2 separate regions of the Hordeum vulgare genome follow, and region 2 is linked to region 1. The links are chromatin contacts, called in public Hi-C maps. All regions are on one chromosome and are shown on one strand. The core of a region is the stretch at or near the end of the contact, and the rest is flanking DNA. Distances in the headings are between cores, read along the strand shown. Region 1 has its middle 220 kb from the start of LOC123446730. Region 2 overlaps LOC123449210 (deoxymugineic acid synthase 1).

Region 1 (5,304 bases), core at 1,522-4,021:
GCACAGTCCGCCAACATACCATGTGGAATTAATTAGTTTTGTGTAAACGCAAAGGAATCTTGGATGTGGATGTAATAGAGCCCCGTTGGTTGCCTACATATCACAAGTTACTTAAGTGACGCAATGACAACTCGCATATTACTCCCTCTGTAAGGGAATATAAAAGCATTTAGATAACTAAAATAGTGATTTAAACATCTTTATTTCTTTGGGAGTACAAAAGAAACAAGTGTATCATGTTTATCCTCTCAAAAGACTCATGAACCGCATCACGTGTCATATTTTGTTTCCACAAATTGGAGTAAGTTTCCTAGTTTAACTTCTTCTGTAGGGAAATTTTCATGTCGTAATTAATTGAAAGGATTTCCCATGTTGCATTTAAGAAATGTAAACATATTAGTCTTCCCTTGAAGAAACCTTCAATTAACTATTTGATTGGAATAACATTATATCATGTTTACCCACTCAAATTAAGTCACAGGAACTGTATCATGTCTTATAGTTTTTCTTTTTTCGGTCAACTTCTTTATGTTTGCAAATGAATACAAGACAAAATGAATTTTGTAGAAACACATAGCAATCTAGCTTGCAATGTGGATGTCACGACGTCTTATTTGTTGCCGGCATATCACAAATATAGTTCCCCGCCGCAACGGTTCCATACATATTGTATGCACCTACAGAAAATTGGAATATATTTTCTACCTGCGTGACCATTTTAAGAATCTATACATCAGATTTGTGTTTCCCGAATAAAATAAAAAGTCACAGACAATTCAAGGATAAGTTTTCAACTTTGACCGTCATAAGACTTATGCTATGTGTAGCCACTCAACCAAGTAACAAATAGCCTTATGGAATCTCCGACCGTCCGTCGAAACATTCGCGAACCTCCGAACCAACCTGTCCAGATGTAATTTACCGTTCAACACGGACCCATATTTTTCCGCATAAGCATCCGCTTGTCGAAAATCCCGCAAATCGGATGCGGACATGGAGTAAGTTTGTGGGCATCCATACCTCTGCCACCCCATGCCCACTCGGTCCCCCTTTTGGATAACTTTTCTTTCACTCTGCCCTGCTTCGCCTTACTCTACATCTGCATGCTCCATGCCTGATGTCGTCGACGTACCTCTCCAGCCATCACCTAGGCACTGTTGGATGTCCGCAACCCCCACCCACAAGTCGTTGTTCACCCAGGATCCGTCCGCAACCAGGTACCCTCCGCCTCCTGTCGACGCCGTCCAAGGCGGACACCATGCTTGGCAGGTGTTCGATCAAATGTGGTTGAGCTTTTTTGTTGACCTTCTTGTTGTTTTGTAGAGTAAGCATGATGACGGGATACTCGGTGATGGACGATGAATTAATGTGCGATGCATGAAAGATCGTATCTGCAGATTTTGTAGGCATGAGGCAAGGGGCTTGAACTTTTCAGCAAACGTGCATGCTTCGTTTCAAGAGTGAAAGCACTTCACCCTGCAACGTGCATGTGATCCATGAACACAGCGTGAAGGTTCTAGCACATCAATGATACATTATCCTCAACTCCGTCATAAAATTCTACGGTGCGGTTTCACAGGTTGGGACTAAGTGACCACAAGGCTGGTCAACCATGTAGATCATAAATTTTTGATTCTTATTGCTTTACAGGTTGATCAATTCATTGATTCACTCAATGTTGCAACGTGATAATCATTACGTTGTACAACCCGGACGCGTTGTGTATTGTAACATAAAATTAAGGGCAAGCTATTTACTTTCATATACATTGTTGGATGAAACTCAAAAGACACTGTGCGTGAGACGACATGCACAGATTCTAACTTGAGTATCGTTGAATTTGGAATCGGTGAATTTAAAAAAAAAATCATCCGATTATCTCGGATGTAATATTTATATTTAAACTATTATTATAATAGAGATATTTGCATGTTATTTATGAGTGCATTGTGTTATTTTCTACTATTACTTTAATTGTTGCGTATTTTAAAAAAAAGACAAAGTTGGACGTATAGGAAACGGGGTTGGATGGCCGGCTCCCGTAATGGTGTTCGCAGACGAGCTCAGACTAATCTACGGGTAAATAGTGTGCCCATTTTAAAAGATAGTGTTGAAGATGCCCTAATGAACAGCATCATATCTTTGCTCATCACGAGTGTATGGTTAGCAAATAAGACCAGCCATACATACTAGTACTACATACTCCCTCCGTTCCTAAATATAAGTCTTTCTAGAGGTTTTACTAGTGGACTACATACGGATGTATATAGTCATACTTTAAAGTGTAGATTCATTCATTTTGCTCCGTATGTAGACTTCTAGTGAAATATCTTAAAAGACTTATATTTACGAACGGAGGGAGTACTTATCATAGGCTAGCAAGTTGCAATCGATCGTCTCTCGTCTATACCTCACTTGCAGAAATGGAAACATTCTCATTGTCGTCTCCCTATCGTGGGTTGTCCCTCTCAACGGATGACCACACATCCGCGTCTCTTATCAAGACCGAAGCTGGCCCGGTCCCGGCAGGGAGCGCTTTCAGGGGAAAAAGAAGGAAGAAGCGATGGCCGTGAAATGCAGTCCTGACAGGGATATTTACGGGGTTCGTCGACGTGTTGCCCTCTGTCACTCTCTACACTCCCTCTGCCCTCCTCTTCTTTTGCCCACATTTCTCGCGTCTCGGCCGGTGCCCAGATATGAGGTTTGATGGTTGCCGGTGTAGTCCAATCTCTGGAGCGCGACCGTCCACCAACTTTCCAAGGAAAAGGAGACGAACGGATGGGAGCCCATGTGGCGGTAAGGGTTTGGAAAACCGGTGCCCCGGGTCTTGTCACACTACGCTAGTAGGTTCTTTTTCTTTGTGAATTGTCACGGAAATGCGCAGGGACATGTGACTGTGGGGCACTCACTGCCAAGTCCCCCGCTGCTCGTTTTTTCTCGTGATTTGCACAGTAGTTCAACCCTGCACGCAAGCGCAGTAAAAAAGAAAATCCCTTCAAAAAAGAAAAATGTTTCAACAATGGAACTTACGGTTTTTTATCTAAAACTGCCGTGTACCAACCAGTTTCAGAGATATATTTTCAAACAATTTTTTCTATTGGTCGTAGACACAAAATAATTATTTTGTATTGATCGCTCGTACTAAGCTTCAACATTGAAGCTTAACATATTTTCTGAAAAGCCGGCAAAATACATTCAAAATGAATCTTATTTGAAGGCAATGGTCAAGTGAAACACGAATATTAAAACATGACTTAATTCAGAATTTTTGTTTAAAAAATATTTAATTTTAAAAACCAAAAACTAAAATAAAATCGGGCAAAATGGACATGCAATTTGCGTGCCATAAATCCTCGTCCTTAATTGTAAGGTAGTACAAAAAAAATACTAGAAGTAAGGTAGTACAAAAAAATACTAGAAGTAAAAAAATTACAAGCACTCATTGCGGTGATGAAAAAGCCGTGGCCAATTCCGCTGGTGTGGGAGAATCGGAGCGAGATGATGGAACGGTTTTTCACCTTACTGTATGTGCATAGGAATACAATGTGTTGTTTTGTCCTATGAAATGGCCATAAGGGCATCTCCAACGCTTACCCTTAAACAACTTGCAACTATCTCATCACGTGATATAGGCATGTTTTACCATTCAACATATCGGTCCATCAACCGATACAGATGCACTTTATTCCATAAATCGGAGACAAAACCGGGGAGCTTTGCGGGCGTTCGAACCGATGTCACACTCGCGTCTGATTAACTTGGCCCACCAAAAAATCTTCTCCTCGCACGTGTGCTTTCCTGTCTGATGCTGGTCAGCGACTCTTCAGACCGTCAGCGCCGCATTCATATCTGTCCAGAACGGACGCGACCTATCACTGGAGACGGCATGGAAACGACGCGCTGGCCGAGAACGTCGTCACGTTGCTTCCCGATGCACGCTAGATCTCTCCTCATTCAAACGGCACCAGTCCATTCATCTCCCTTCATTAAGCGTACGCGGTTGCCGAGGAACCTACTTCAGCCCCCACACGTCGGTCCATCGACTGCCCAGCATTAAGAACCTCAGCACCTGGCATGCCCTATGCCCGCTATTTAACCCTCCAAGCCGGCAGCACAGTCGCACTCCTCCCCTCTCTATCTCCTTTCTGCACCACACCCGTCATGTACGCCTTGAGCTCCAAAGCCTCTTGGGATGGTCTATCCTTCCAACAGAAGGAGGAGATGCCCACCATTGCAGCCGACTGAACGAGCTCAGCATAGGTCGGCCCTGTGGACGTGCCAATGGTAGAGGCAACTGATGGAGGAGAAACTCACGCGGGCGACCAGGCCTACAACCCCTGCCTCCTCGACCAGGACCGGCGAGTAGAGGAGCTACTCAACATTAGCACAACTATCATGCTAGACATGGACGTCCCGAGCAGGTGGCAGTACTCGAGTCCTATCGCTTCGCCTGCGAGATCCGTCGCAACTGCTAGCGGTACCGCCAATGTATGGCGGAGCTAGAAGTCCTGTAAAGGGAGTTCAAGGAGGTGGCAGGTGAGGTGTTCAAAAAGAGCAAGGACAAAGACGAGGTCACTACCTCAATCACGCCCCGCCTCCATGACCAGGAAGCCAAACGTTCGCGAGCACTATGGATAGCGAGGAAGAGTAGTGCATGGAAGGTCGTCGGCACTTGTAACCCATGAAGGCCACTGCTCCTCCCATCGCATGGAAGCCAAGCTTGGTGACCTCAACATCATCGGTCGATTAATCGATTGGCATCGACATGGAGGCAGATAGGTTTAGTTCCTGAATCTCATGGTTGCGGAGGAGGCGGTGCTTTATTTTTCGGGGCTCATAGCCGGCCGGAGATGGCAAACGAGTGTTGGCGGTCATTTTAGGCTAGGTTTAGAGTCCGGTCTAGTTGAAATATGTCTAAATGTAATGAATTTGCTTCGTTTTAGATGAAAAGCATCCGTTTTTATTAAAAAATTATCCAAGGTATGAATGAATATCTTCCGATGTATTCAAATATGCATCAAATTTGTTCATTTTTTATAAAATCCTTCCAAACTATAACCAGACATATGCGGCTATATTTGGATGGCCAGTTTCCGCATTCGTGTTTGGGGACTGGTTCCTCCTGTCTATGGACAAACGCGGTGTCCGGTTCAAGGGGTCGGCACTAAAAATGCCCTAAAGAGAATAGTAGGCCACTACGACGAGTGGTGAAAGGAACCAGATGGTAAGCTGTGGTGCCCGGACGATCGCCGACACGGACGATTGCGAGTTTCACCAAGTTTTGCGATTTGAAGGAAAAAAAGT
Region 2 (5,304 bases), core at 1,079-3,578, 280 kb before region 1:
AATAGGTACAAGATACGCAATTTTTGACGTACCAAAGAATCTTGAAGTATTGAAAATACTGTGACCCGTTTGACGAGTGCTTATATGCGTCAACGAAATTAGCTAGCTAGCAATGAGATATTTACAATGAGGACGGTGCACTGAAGGCTAGCTAGCCTGACGCACTGAACGGCCATGTATAAGTTATAACAACCAGCAGCATGCACAAAGCGAGCTTACAGGAAAAGAAGGTAGTTCAACCCGACGCAGAGCTGCAGGCGGCTAAACGTGGACTCGCTCTCCAAGTTCAAGGGTGCCTCGTTGCTCTCAGCTCGCACGAAGGGGTACGAAGCGGCCGCGCAGAGGCATGTGCCAGCGTCGAGAGGCGGGAGGTTAAGGCTGGCCATGGTGGGGGTATCATAGCTAGTAACATAGTCTCGGGACTAACAAACATGATGATGTGACAAGTAATTAAAGAAGAGAGAGAGGGTTAGAGTAACATAGGTACTTCCTCAGTCTCGGTGCATTAGGCATCTTACGAAAATCAAATAATCCCAAAACACTAAGGCACATTAAAGTAGTACTAGTTGCATGTATATTAATTAGACCACATCTATTAATTGAAGGACCAATGCATGCAATTTATGCTGCACACTTTTTGGATTTCAAGAGGTCTTCTAACTAATAGCACGTTTTCAGTTGAGAAAGGAATGGTGTGATTGGTTTCCTCTGCAATTTAATTTTCTTCTCCTACCCAATCTATGCGTGCCTAGGTTGCAGTGCATCTCCTAAAATGCCTAATGCACCGAGACGGAGGGAGTAGATACCGTATCATGTTAAATGTTATGCTACTATGTGTCATGCATGTCAATAAATGAGATCAACTATGATACTAGTTTATGATACTATGTACTATAAAGGTAGTGTCATACAATAATAATATATGCATGATACTACTATATGTTACTCCCTACTATGAGCAGCCTAAAGATCAGCATACCCACTCTCCTCTCTTCTTTGCTGTCTCTTGGTTTGTCCTCGATGGAAACGATACCCAAAGATGAAATGCTGGCTGTAACTTAGAGGGAGCGAGAAGATAACGAGGGCGGCATTTCTTTCGCGTGCTCTGCTTTTAAAAAAGAGGTTGAGGGTTCTTTTTTTATAACAGTGAAAATACCGTGGTTCTGTAAATACTACAGTTTTAATATCACAGTTTTCACTCATAGCCAAACAGCTCATGGTAATTAAAACTACGGTATACAGGAAAACTTTAGTATTCGTGGAATACTCCAAAAATATTCTGTTATCAAACAGGGTAGGTATGGGTGCTCCAGTTGAGTTTGCTGCTTGAATACCCCACTAGGAAGGAGGGAAATGGGTTTTGGCAGGCAGGCTAACACCCCATCGCTTGTCCTAGCCGCCTACACGGTTCTCGATGCCGTAAGATTACCATTTTCATGTGCATCTATCTTTCAGGCATATCAGTTGAGCCCACACATCAACGGTGTAGGTGATCCAAGTTCCAACGAGCGCGGATCGTTCTCACACCGCACTGATCTGGTCTGACAACCTAAACGAGAAAACCAGTAGAAATTCACTGTCGCGTAAAGCCAACTTTGCAATTCCCAGAAGACACTAGCTGGAGTAAGCAGGGTTAGCTAGCTCCAAATTCAGGTCAAATCAGTCCAGTGGTGCGTCATCGGTCGCCTCTCTCACTCTCACGGGCACTGAACCCAACATTGCAAATGCACTTTTGCGCTATCGTGAAACTGAATATACTCTTTTGGTTATAATAAAAGATGGCCTATGACAGGAGTTACTTAACGACGGTGCATTCGCGCCAATGACACTGCAGGAATCTCCAGATGGAGTACGTGGACCTGTACCTCGTCCACTGGCCGGTATCCATGAAGCCCGGGCGGTTCAAGGCCCCCTTCACGGCGGAGGACTTCGTGCCGTTCGACATGCGGGCCGTGTGGGAGGCCATGGAGGAGTGCCATAGGCTGGGCCTCGCCAAGGCCATCGGCGTCGCCAATTTCTCCTGCAAGAAGCTCGACACCCTCCTCTCCTTCGCCACCATCCCTCCCGCCGTCAATCAGGTCGCTACACATTCCTACATACTACGTCTAATCAGTTTTGTTTACAAAGAAAAGAGTGCAAATCGATCATACGACCAAGTGAAGTGAGTGACCGGTCATTTTGCAGGTGGAGGTGAACCCTGTGTGGCAGCAGAGGAAGCTGAGGGAGTTCTGCAGGGGCAAGGGCATCCAGCTGTGCGCCTACTCGCCGCTTGGGGCCAAGGGCACGCACTGGGGCAGCGACGCCGTGATGGACGCCGGCGTCCTGCAGGACATCGCCGCGTCCAGGGGCAAGAGCGTGGCGCAGGTGTGCCTGAGGTGGGTGTACGAGCAGGGGGACTGCCTCATCGTCAAGAGCTTCGACGAGGCCCGGATGCGGGAGAACCTGGACGTGGACGGCTGGGAGCTCACGGAGGAGGAGCGCCGCAGGATCGCCGAGATCCCGCAGCGCAAGATCAACCTCGGCAAGCGCTACGTGTCCGACCACGGGCCTTACAAGTCCCTCGAGGAGCTCTGGGACGGCGAGATATGAGTAGCCTGTGGAGACCGACTGGCCTGCCGGCGTACCAGCGTTTGTCATCCTCGGCCATGGATGGCTGGTTGATTGGGGGACAGCTTTGCACTGATTTCCCTTGGAATAAATCAATAAAACGATGTGTTGCGTTTCAGTGAATGAATGAAGATGTTTGCTACTAGTACCGAATGTGCCAAGGGAGTAAAGAGATTGGGATCGTTATGCGTACTGACTGTCTGCAGAGGTTCGGGGAAACGAACCCCATGTTGAAATTCTGTCGATTGCACCCTGTCAAATCAGGATTGTTGACGTGACCAGGATTGGGCTGGGCTGCAAGGTGCATGCGCGAAAAAGACTGGGTCAGCCCAGTCGGGCCATCTCGCTCTTCACGCGTGATTTTTTTTTTGCGAAAATTAAAAAAATGAAGAAAAAAGTTTATGAATTTTGAAAAAATAATCATGGATTTAGGAAAAGTGCAACGATTTTGAAAACAAGAAAATGGATTTTCAAAATTAAAATTCATGGATTTTCGAAAGCATTCTGAAGTCCGTAGGTTATTTTATACGTAGGAAGCACCTGAAATTAAAAGGGAGCCACCCCGTGCAGTATTTTTTTTTTGTTTTTTTAACAAAATAAAACTCAAGTGGACCTGTCCAGCAAGGAGTAGGGTGTGCGCCCTTTGAAAATTGTTTTGAATGAAAAATTTAAAACGGGTTGGTCAATCAGATGAATCCCGATTGACACGATGTCAGTGTTCAATTTATACCGGGATTCCATAATTTAGGATGCAATTGATAGGGATTTCAACTTAGGGGTTCTTTCCACCCGATCAATACAAGTTTAAGGTTTAAATTAGATTTTCGCCAAAACAGAAGTGAGGCAGCGGCGGCGGGTTTCATCGTGGCCGTATGCCGCATGCCGTTTGCTAGGGCATGACCGGCCGAGCAACTGAACCGCTGCTTGCCAAGCTCGCCATAATGGGTGGCGGAGCATCCCACTGCCGATGAGCCGTCGTGCCAACCCGCCGGGCCCGATAATGAATGACCGACCGAGCAACTGAACCGCTGCTTGTCAGGCTCGTCAATGGGTGATGGAGCAGCCCACTACCGACGAGCAGTCGTGCCAACCCGCCGAGCCCGACAATGCCAGCCCACTGTCGGCGAGCAGTCGTGCCAACCCGCCGGGCCCGACAATGCCAACCCATTACTGGCGAGCAGTCGTGCCAACCCGCCGAGCCCGACAATGCCGGTGGAGTGCCGCGCGGGGCGCAACCCTTTAGCTAGCTCTTGCTCGGCGGCCAGTTGGCCAGCACGATCAGTCAGATGTTGCGGTGCCGGTGCTAAGCGTAAGCCAAGTGCGTGAGAAACGAGAGAAAGAAGACGAGAAATAAAATCTTGTATCCTCTATGTAATCTTATGCTCTTTAATTTTAAAGATCCTACATTTAATTAAGGTCTTCAATTAAAACTGAATCGCTCAAATTTAACTGAGTCAACAATTTTCCAAAGCTTTCTCACTCAACTCATTTATATTATACACCATGCTCCCTAATTTTTAAATATCTCATAATTAACTGAGGTAATCAATTTAGAATTGGATCATCCGGTTTTGACCGGGTCAACAATTGCTCAAGCTCTTCCGTTCAATTCTTTTAATATTTCATTTAATTGAGGTATTTAATTTTAAATTTGGCTTACAATCTTGACTTGTCCAACATTTTTTCAAATCAATTAGCAACAACCGACCTAACTAACCTATAAAAACATATCAATCGGCACACCCTTCCATCACTTAAACAAAAGAAGCACCACGCTGTGATATTGTAGCATCATTATAGTACATGCAACCATCGACGCAGAAATTTTCCCACATAAATATATAGATTGGTTAGCGGATAACACATAATAACACCATAAAAGACCCATCAAATCATCGTATTATAAACACAAAAAAAACACACTCCATCATCTTCCTACCTGCCAAACTAAATATGACATTGGTTCCAAATTATAAGGGGTATTAGTTTTCTGAAAGTAAAATTTCTTTAACTTTGAACAAGTTCAGAGAAAAAATATTGACATCCACAATATTAAACTAAAAAGTATGAAAATTCATTTCAGATGAATCTAGTCATACCGATTTGATATTATGATTTTGATATAATTCTCTATACATTTAATCAAACTTAGAAGATTTGACTTTTCAAAAAGATAATACACCAGATATTTTGAAAGAAAGTGATTTTTTTCTAGAACCTAACATCAATGGTGCAACAAAGGGTGGCCAACCCTTCTAGAAACATTATTATGCTCCCTAGTTTTAAAAACTCCATATTCAATTGATGTTTTTAATTGGAATTGGGTCACTCGATTTCGACCGGGTCAATAATTTTTCAAAGCTCTCCCATTCAATTCTGCTATACTATACAATATTCTTCCTAATTTCTAAGGCCACCCAATTAATTGGGGTTTTCAATTTAGAATTGATCATTTTATTTTGACCGGGTCAACAATTTCTCCAGAGCACTCCTATTTAGGTCTTTTACTTCACCGTGTCCTCTAATTTTAAAATTCTTTCATTCAATTGAGGTATTTGATTTTAAATTTGGTTTACAATTTTGGCCAGGCCAACGAATTTTCAAATCAATCAACACCAACTAGCCTTTTAAAACCATATAATTCCCGTGTGCCCTCCTAGCACCTAGAAAAAAAAGAAGTGTGACCATGTGATAATG

The links. Hi-C and Micro-C count contacts between places; a contact is called where the count stands out from the background.
Region 2: a contact with region 1 is called in a Hi-C map of seedling, with 5 times the contacts expected there. The contact joins two enhancer-like sites. A contact is called at or near these places in 3 of 6 Hi-C or Micro-C datasets (leaf and seedling).

Annotation. Positions count from the first base shown.
Region 1 is chr4H:513,801,873-513,807,176 of MorexV3_pseudomolecules_assembly, reverse strand. No RefSeq gene overlaps it. Among protein-coding and RNA genes, the nearest start is that of LOC123446730, 220 kb to the left of the region's middle. Within about 2 kb of position 2,771, at least 3 of the 3 cell types and tissues checked have open chromatin away from gene starts, as enhancers often do. A contact at or near this core is called in leaf and seedling, where this site is marked.
Region 2 is chr4H:514,079,970-514,085,273 of MorexV3_pseudomolecules_assembly, reverse strand. LOC123449210 (deoxymugineic acid synthase 1) reads left to right here. Exons shown (of 3, transcript XM_045126347.1): 2 at 1,835-2,078; 3 at 2,185-2,799. The coding sequence ends at 2,589. Among protein-coding and RNA genes, the nearest start is that of LOC123449210, 18 kb to the left of the region's middle. Within about 2 kb of position 2,328, at least 3 of the 3 cell types and tissues checked have open chromatin away from gene starts, as enhancers often do. A contact at or near this core is called in leaf and seedling, where this site is marked.